Linked DNA regions of Gossypium hirsutum: region 1 is linked to region 2. The links are chromatin contacts, called in public Hi-C maps. All regions are on one chromosome and are shown on one strand. The core of a region is the stretch at or near the end of the contact, and the rest is flanking DNA. Distances in the headings are between cores, read along the strand shown. Region 1 holds the start of LOC107917551. Region 2 holds the start of LOC107917732 (probable serine/threonine-protein kinase SIS8).

Region 1 (4,962 bases), core at 779-3,278, 170 kb before region 2:
TCGGGTTATTTAGAAAGACTCAAACTCTTGCTTTTCCTTTGGCCTGTAGCCATAAAATAATTATTGACTTCTTTAATGCCATTGGAGTCTAATTTCTTTAAATTTGCAGCTGAAACACCATTTAAAGAAATCCCTAAAAATCCTTCAGCTGACTGTCCAGATTTAATGTTTGAATCCTGTCTCAATTCCATGATCAAATACTGCCCAGATTTCGTGATTGAGTCTTCTCCCACTAATAGCGTCGCGAATCTAGACCCAGATGGGTATTTAGCTTGCCTCACTGAAATCGCCGTCGTGGAATCTCTCTTTCCTCGCCGTGAAGCCTTATTCTCTTCCAACATCCACAGCCTAAATTCTGGGCCCTTCTCTCTGTTAACAGAAATTGATTTTTCCCCATCTATGCTGTCCACCGAAGTAGAGTACTCCGCCACGGTCGTTAGATCGGCATGAGGTTTGTCTGTCTTGTTCGCTAGTCCCGTGAGGTTTTGGCTTGACACAGCCGAATTACACATCTCCTTTACGTGACCATACTTACCACAAGCGAAGCACACGGTCAGGAGGGCTTCGTATTCAACACATTGAGCAATTCTGTCAACAAGGACCTGCGAAACCAAAGGTCTATTAAGATTAAGATACACAGCTAACCTAGCAAACCGACCCCTCATCTGATTGTCAGTCTGCACATCCAGTTTAACCACCTTCCCAATGAGGCCCCCGATGGCTTCGATGATCTTCCGTTTATAAAGATATCCCAGGAGATTAGGCAATCGTATCCACGCTATCACAACACTCGGGTAAGGTTGCAAGGGGCTGAAATGTTTAGTCCATGGTTGTACGGTCAGATACTGACCATAAACTGTCCACGGACCCTGAGATAAAATTCTGTTATAGTCATTAGGATCCTGAAATTTCACCAAAAAATATCCATTAGCAATATACATTATCTTAATAGAATTTGCAGGATTCCAAAGGAAAATGATTCAATTATAAAGTGCGTTGTAACCGATATTTCGTCCTAGAAGCTTAACAATGATAGTCAACTCCATTTCTTTGAAGAAGATTTCCTTTACACGATCCAAAAAATCGATAGCAGGAATCCCATCAATGATTGACATATTGACGTCCCCTTCAAGTAGTTCGAATTCATTCTCATTATCTGCAGAAGGCCCATCACGAACAGATTCAGAAGCAGCACCATGGCCCCCCAACAATTTTTCTTTCCATGTCATACTTGGTTGTGGTTCGTGATCCACAGCCATAGAAGTGTCTTCCTCAACACTGTTCACTTTAAACCTTACTTTTTTGGTATTTCGATCATTGTCGGGGTGAGCGACTCCCTACCCATTGTTATCGGAATTTTGCAAAGTTGAGAGCATTATTTTTTTTCCAAAGCTACTAAAACTTTTTTAATTTTTGGTTATTTAACATGGGGGGCATTCGACAAATTCCGGCGTCAGTAAGTAAAATTTAACAGAAAGTATTAAATGATTAAATTATAATTTTTAAATATTTTTTTAATGTTTTAAAATTGTAATAAAAGTATAAGGACAGTTAGGGGTGTTCAAATGATTAACTGAACTGAATTAGTATTAATAAAATTTTTTAATTCTTTAATTGTTAATTAAACCAAAATTTTTTAAAAAATTAATCGAACGAAATATTTCAGTTAACCAAATTAGTAATAGCCTAATATTATTAAGTTCGGTTAATTTGATTAATTATTCAATTTCAAACGGAATTAACCGTTAAGTAAAATTCTAAAAAATGTTAATTGACTTCCGACCAAATTAAATTGATTAACCGAATTAGAATGATTCGATCGGTTAATTCTGAACATCCTAAAAACAGCATATTTTAATTAAATAATTGGATTTAATTAGGTTGAATAGTAAACTTTGTTGAAACAGTGGTTATTATTTCTAACTCCTTCTACTAGTGTTTTTACCGCGAGTGCAGAAACAACTTGAAAATTTCAAAAACATTTGGCGCCAAAACCCAGAAAGAGAAAATCGAAAAAACATACAGATCAAATTAAATAAAAATAAAAAATTGAAGCACAATAGTAGGGGAAAAAGAAGAATGAATTCAAAGCAAACTCCGACTAGGGGTTTTGGACAGTATTCTATTGCTTCATCGTTTCTCTCACGTCGTACCCATTCGTAAGCAAAACTCGAATCAATCCTATCTCTCTTCTCTCTTTCGTTTTTAGAGTTCCATTCTAATTTTCTGTTTGTTTTGGGGGGTAAAAAATTGTTTACGAATTTAGTTCCAAGGAAGTACAGAAAGATTTGCGTTGCAAAGATTCGAAGAAGCTTATATCATTATCAGATTTTCTAAATCAAAAGCTACCCAGAAATTCTGGTATTCCCAAAACTGTTCAGGTATTTTTTCACCATTTTAGTTACCCAGAAAATGGTTTTTGTTTCTTTTGAATTTTATAACAATACCCCAAATTTTGGTAGGAGAAATCAAGGCCTTTTTCATCGCTATTATCTTCAAATGAAGGGAAATCTATTGACAAGCAGAACGAAAGGAAGAAAGAAGAGAAAATTGATGGTCTTAATAAAGTTGTTTTTGAGCAGTTCAAGCAAGATAACTCTGAGAAAATAGATACTGTATTAAGTTCAAGCGTTGTTGGCGAAGAAGAAAATTCAAGAAAAAGACGGAATCCGTTTGAAGGTATTCAATGCTGTGTGTTCTACTTTTTCTTGTTTTTTTTAGCGAGAAACCTTAATATGAAAAACTATGCTTTACATTTGCAAAGAATAGGTTGCAAGTAATAAAAAAAGATGTGTTAATTAGCTTCAGATGTCACTTAAAAATGATGTGTTAATTTTATCATTTAGACTCGAAGGTTGGTGTTAGATATCTACATGTGTTTTCACTTGAGTATGATTCATTTCTTTGAAGTTTTTCATATGTATATGAACGTTTGAATATGTGTTTAATAAAAATGTTGGACAAAATATTTTAAGGAAAATAAAGAGTTCGAATCAAGTGGAAATATGTGATGATGAGTTATCAACCTTCATAGATTTCTGTTTTCAGTTTGGTTGTAAGTATGTTTGCAAGTTATTCAATTTCCAACTTGAAATTTTTTCTAATTCTACTGACTCAAGATTGAGTAGTTTGAGCAACTGAATGAGTATTTTGATACTTGATTTGAGTAGCTTCGAAATTATTTTTTGAAAGTTTTATATCAAATTCGAGTTGAAGCACAAATACTTGAACTTAAAGTCAAGTACGAGAATCTAGCTCCTTATTTATTAAATAAATAACTAGTTCAAATTTATCCCAAATCAAGTTTGAATTTTGAGGAGTTGGAATAAAGTATCTGAGCCTCGAATTCTGAGTCAAATTTGAGCTCCACTTCTTATAGCTAGAGCTCAGCACCACTCAGTTACACCCTGCTTGCAACATCTCTTATTGCCATATAGGAAATTTGATGAATTTGACATAACTGTTAACTGTTTGGAATTTGATTTACATAAGGAGTTATAAAATTTTGGTTGACTTTGTGTGGATTATCAGGAGTAGATGAACAAAGAAGAACACGGAAGTCTTTTCTAGTCCTGGGAGAGGAAGGTGATGATGATCCACAAAACATAAAGAAAAGTGGAAGAAAGGAGTGTTCTACAAGCAACAAGAAACCAAAGCCCCATTATAATCACTGTAAGTAATAGTTAATGCTCTAATTTCTCAAATTTCTGTTCAGTTAGTCATCTCTTATACCTATACTATTCGGACTTAATTTATGCCTAACAGAATTTGAAAAAAAGAAAAAGAAAACGGTGAAAATACTTCAAAATGATGAAAAAGGCGTAAGCTTTGGTTGTTGTTTGATAGTAAAAGTAAGAAATTTGAATGTTTTGTTACCATGGTGGCAGATGCAAATGGTAGTGGGTGGTGGGACTGTGACATGGAAGGCGTGGACAGCGAGGAAGTTGGCTATGGCGAAGTATGGGAAGGGGTTGGCTCCACAACCTTTGGTGGAATAGTAGACTGGCATTGATACTAGTCCTTGTTGCAGTAAGTTCTAAACTTAACTCATGCTAACTGCTATGATATATGTTCATCAAAGTTTCTAATTTTGGTTATTATGAATGGAATCTTTATTCCTGTTTTCTGTCAATATGTATAACTGATCTAGATGTAGAAATACGGATTGGAGTTTTTCTTCTATGGTGCAAATAGTTGTTGCAACTCTTCTATCTCATATTGAAAAACTTTGATGATCAATTATGATATACATGTAGAGATTTAAGCATGTGAGGTGCCTATTATGCCCTGTTTTCAAAACCAGACTAGATTGGGAATTAGTCGGAGTATTAATGTGAAATAACAGATTGGATCAATGAATTCAACTTTTTCTATTTTATTCTTTTAATAATTTATTCAATTGACTAGAACAAGTTGGTCAAACTGAAAGCTGATGATGTGATCGATTCAACACTTCAACAACCAGATTCTAAATTTTACAAAGCAGATAATATCTTAGGGATTAAGTGCAAAATTTTACAATTATGAAGACTATATATTTGTTGAGTACAGATATTGTAGTTCTTATCATGATATCTATTTGGCTTTTATTGCATTTGGTTTGCTTTGGTTTTAGGGTAATGGTTAATAAATTGTAATTATTTAAAATTAAATTTTACTTTTAATTACTTTTTAAATTTTTATAATACAAAATAAATATTTTATTTCTAAATTAATGAAAAATATGTTTGAATTTAAGGTGTGTGGAAAATAACTTATGAAAAATATTTTTTTTTCTTTGCAATTTTTTATGTTTGTTTTATAGGAAATAATTTGGTAAATGAAAAATGACTTACATAGTAATAGAATATAAGCGAATTTTTTTCTTATAAATGAAGTTATTTTTTTGAAAAGTATAGGTTGATTTTTTTGGAAAAGACTTTATTTATTCATAATTTTATTTTTATATAAAAATTGAATTCA
Region 2 (4,690 bases), core at 761-3,260:
CAGAATGTCAGACGATGATTTAAATAAACCTTGAGGCTAGATCTAAATGGGATAAATTCAAGTCCAATAAGATTAACCAACAGACAAGAAATAAACAACTAGCCAAAATGAAAAACCCTCATACTAATTCCTAAAAAAAAGCCATCAAAATCGAAGATTATGAAACTAGATGTCCCTAGACTTTTGCCAGCATATACCTAGTTTCAATGATAAGCCTTCTCAACATTTTACCAACTCTAGCAAAAGGTTGTCACCAGTGACTTGAACCACAATACTGCCTTCTATTGGGAAGATGATAAATGTAAAGCGGCACTAATAGGGAATTTGGAAACTTTGCTTAAGCTTTGATGATGCTATTTAAATCATATTTCTTAGTGGAATGAAAAAATGAAAAGGATCACGACTCACAATCACCACAAGCGCAAGGGAGACCCCTCCTCAGAACATTATTGAATTTGGTTTTGAAAGTATTTCTCCCCTTAAAGCATAAATTACCGTCATGCCAGAAATTTATATGCCAAACTTTTCCAATTTACGAAATAAAGTTTACATGCAGTTCAAGATGAAACAGAAAAGAAATATAAATAAATTAAGGAGAAAAGATAATATACATTTCATGCAATGCAAAACAGTTGGCTAAAGCTAAACCTATAGTATATACTTGGATAAATTGCTTAAACTCAACCGAGATAATTAGATTAAAGAAAGGAATGAAGAGGGAAACATACCCAATATCTATATGCAATAACTTCAGCTGGGGTATTCTCTGGAGCACAAGAGCCTAAACTAATTTGCTTAACAGCTTCAATCTGAGCTGCCTCAGGATCCTCTCTGGCACTCAACTCCAAAGCCAGTTGTATCTGATATTCCTCTTCTACATCAGGATCCCTTGAGTTACTAGACCCTGAATCACGCCTTACTGCATCCAAAGCAGCCTCTAAAGCACTAGTAGTAGCTAAATCAGCAGGGTCCATAGTTTCCTCCCTCTTCACATTTGAAGAAGATGGTGGACTGGGACTTTTTCTATTAGCAACTGAATTTAACCAATTGGAAAGAACAGATAATGGTTTATTGTTGTCAGGACTATGATGAGGCCTTGACTGTAAAGGCCTATCACTAGATGATGATACATCACTGGACTTGTTACTCTTCGATGAAGTTGACCCTTGTACATCTTCCGATTGATTAGACATCATATGCAGTTTCTTGAGGAAGTTCTTCATATTATTTCACTAAGATATAGCAGCCAATGCTAAAGAAATAAAAATCTGGCCATAAACATCTCCATTGTCTTGGACCAAGCATGAAATCTAAAGTTCAAACTAATCCAGAAACAAATTTAAGAACCCCCTTTTTTTTAAAAAAACCCAATTACCTTCCACCTCTCGAGATTTCCCAAAAAATCAACCCATCAAATCCAAAATCCAAAACCACCATAATCACAAAACAACCAAGCAAAGTTAGTCAAATATCAGAAAGACCCAGATACTTCAGTTCAAAGAAAACACCCCCACTTTCCTCATACAAAGAAATCCACCAAAAAAAAAAAGAAGAGTTTAACAGCATACAAAGAAGTAAACACTTTCTTTCAACTTCAACAACTAAATAAAAAACAACAAAAAATTCCAATACCCAGATTAAGAAAAAGAATGGATCTTCCTTTTTCGGATATAGATAGTAGAGAAGAAAGCATAGAAAAGGGGAGTAGTTTGGAAAATATATATATATTTAAAAACAACAAGTGAAGGTAAACACTAAACAGAGGGTAGAGAGAGAGAGAGAGAGAAGGAGCAAAGGACTAACAAGTGGGATTGTAGGACCTCTCGAAAAACAACAACAAACTCTGACCCACTTGATTTATAGAGGCAACAGCCAACAAGGATTTTCGAGGTCCCAAATGAAAAAGGAAAAAAAGTTTTCCAGTTTTTGGTGGCAAAAATTCTTTCTTTTTCTTTCTTTGTTTCTTTCTTTCTCTCTCTATCTCTATCTCTCTCTATATATTCTTGTCGTCCCCAAACTCTGCTTACAACTTGGAAGGTGGTGGCATGAGTTGGAAATTTGAGGTTAATGGAATCATATTTAACCATGAACTTCATTTCAATGACTTGCTGATGCTTTTTTTCTGTTCTTTGTGGTGAATAATTATTTAAGGATTTTAAAAAATAAAAAACTAAATAAATGGTTAAAATAATTTTTTTTATAAAATTAGAGGATTAAAAAAAGTCATTTACTTTTTATTATTATTGTTTGGTTTTGGGTTTCTTCTGCCTATTTTTAACGTGATTTTCGTTTTGTCAGCTTCTATTCGATACCAAGTTTGAAGCCAAAAAGTTGTTCTAACTGCTATTGCCATGAAATTTACTGCAATGGAAAGTAAAAAAAATGTTTTCTTTTTCTTTTTTTGAAGATTACACCTTCTGTAAAGCAATAACAAATTACGGCCGCTTTTGTAAAGCTTTTCATTTTTTGTAAAATTTTAAGGTTAAAATGTGCAATTAGTATCTATACTTATCTAGAATTTGAAATTTAGTCTCTATACTTTAAAAGCTAAAAATTTCAATCCTCTTATTTTTTTCAATTTAAAAATTGTAGTCCAATCATTATCGTTATTTGTAATTTTTGTCAAAATTTGTCAATTTTACAATTTTTAATTTGTTGTCAATCATATTCAATGTTATACGAAAACAGTCTTATCAATATGCCAACTTGACAAATTTTGACAAAAAAGTATTAAGAATATTAATGATTTGAACTAAAAACTTTAAATTAAAAATAAAAAGACTTAATTTTTAACCTCTTAATTATAGAAATTAAATTTTAAATTTTATCCAAGTACAGGGACTAACAACAATTGTTACTCAAATTTTATCTAAATATTTTGTTTTTGAGTGAACTACAATGAAAACTTTTGTAATAATAAAAATTAGAATCAAATGTACTTTGAAAGAATTTATCTAATACATCTAGTAACCCTTATAAAAGAAATTTGATATAAATAAAAACTCTACTTATCAAATAAATATTTTATATAGTTAATACATACACATATACATACTTAAGTTTATATTTTAAAAATATTTAATCAGTTCAATATATATAAAAAAATTGTACATTAAAATTAATATTGTTTGAATCGGACTGGATCGGTCAGTTAGATCGGTTGGATCAAGAACCGATTGAGATATTGGTTCAAAAAGTAACTTTAAATCAATTAAATTGAGAATTGATACAAATCGATTGAACCGACAGCTGAATTGGATTTTTTTAATATAAATTTTAATTAAACTGATCGGATCGACGAATCAATAACCTAACTGATTCGATCACCAATTCGATCTAAAAATTGTTGATTGAAATCTATTATATTCAAAGTCGGATTTTAGAAATAATATTTAATTAATCTCAATTGAATGCATGTATAATGTAATAGTTTTAAATATACTATTTTTTTATAAATTCGATTGATTCAATATATTTTTTTAAAATATAATATAGACTTATGGTAAGGGTGAATTTGAAAATCTTTAATATATTTTAATTAATACACAATTAATATGTGTATTGCACGAATAAAAGAATTAGTTTAAATATAAAATTAGTTAATTTCAATATCTATATACATATATATTAAAGGAAAGTCCAAAGTCTTTTGTTGATGCGTGGCGCACACCCACCATGTTCTTTATTGCGCTTTATAAAATGATTAATTTTTTTTTTATTTTAGTCCCTTTAATGTGTTTAAAATCGAAATTTAATTTTATATTTTAATTTCTAACATTATTTACTCTTTATATTTTTATAATGTTCTTAATTAGTTTAAATAGTTTCTATTTATTTTTTAATTAAAATGTTAGGTGGTTATATATAATTTAAAAAATTAATTTTTAAATCTAAAAAGTAGAGAGATTAAATTCTTAAAAATAAAAATGAAAAGACTAAATTTTAAATACATGAAACGTAGAGACTTTTATTAAATATTTTAGATAGGTTTTTATTAAAAATATGTTTAGATGTTATTATAAAAATCTTCTTTATAAAGTCATATAGAAAATGTATAACTGTATGTTTAATAATTTTCTTTTTAAGAGATTATCCATATAATTATGAGTATAAATTCAATTACAATTATAATCTATACATTCGAATAATTACAAAAAAGATCTATGTGATCACAAAGTTTTCTTACAAATATAATGATGTTTCTTAAGGTTTTTTTACGAGTTTCTATTAGATCCAGGTCAGAGAGGAATCCAGGGGGCTGGCAGGGCCCTAACCCCCATAAGATGAAAATTTGTTGTTTTGGCCATTTACGAAATTTTAAAATTTTAAATTAGTAAGGGTAAAATTACACTTTACCCCCTAAAATTATAAAAAATTAATTTAATCCTTTAAAAATTACAAGAGATAGACTATTAAAATTAAAATTAAAATTTCGGCCCCCCTAAAAAAATTTTCTAACTTCGCCCCTGATCCAGGTCACTAAATAATTCAATTACCACCTTTTTTTTCCGAAAAAGTTCAACAATATAATGATGGCTCCGTTGCTTTATATATTCATTTCGTATTTAATTCAATAATCCCAAAATTTCTTTCTTTTTTTTTGAAAAAATAAAATAAAAAATATTTTTCGTACTCTTTTATAACATAAATATTATTAATAACCTCTGGTACGAAAAAAAAGTTTGTGACG

Evidence for each region. Hi-C and Micro-C count contacts between places; a contact is called where the count stands out from the background.
Region 1: a Hi-C map of leaf shows a contact between it and region 2, with 2.1 times the contacts expected there. The contact joins the promoter of LOC107917551 here to the promoter of LOC107917732 in region 2. A contact is called at or near these places in 5 of 34 Hi-C or Micro-C datasets (anther, hypocotyl and leaf).

What each region holds. Positions count from the first base shown.
Region 1 is chrA09:48,414,076-48,419,037 of Gossypium_hirsutum_v2.1, reverse strand. LOC107917551 reads left to right here and starts at 2,028. Exons shown (of 5, transcript XM_016846879.2): 1 at 2,028-2,159; 2 at 2,267-2,381; 3 at 2,463-2,679; 4 at 3,532-3,672; 5 at 3,888-4,267. The coding sequence starts at 2,080. The coding sequence ends at 4,012.
Region 2 is chrA09:48,239,804-48,244,493 of Gossypium_hirsutum_v2.1, reverse strand. LOC107917732 (probable serine/threonine-protein kinase SIS8) reads right to left here and starts at 2,010. Exons shown (of 13, transcript XM_041076088.1): 1 at 729-2,010. The coding sequence starts at 1,223.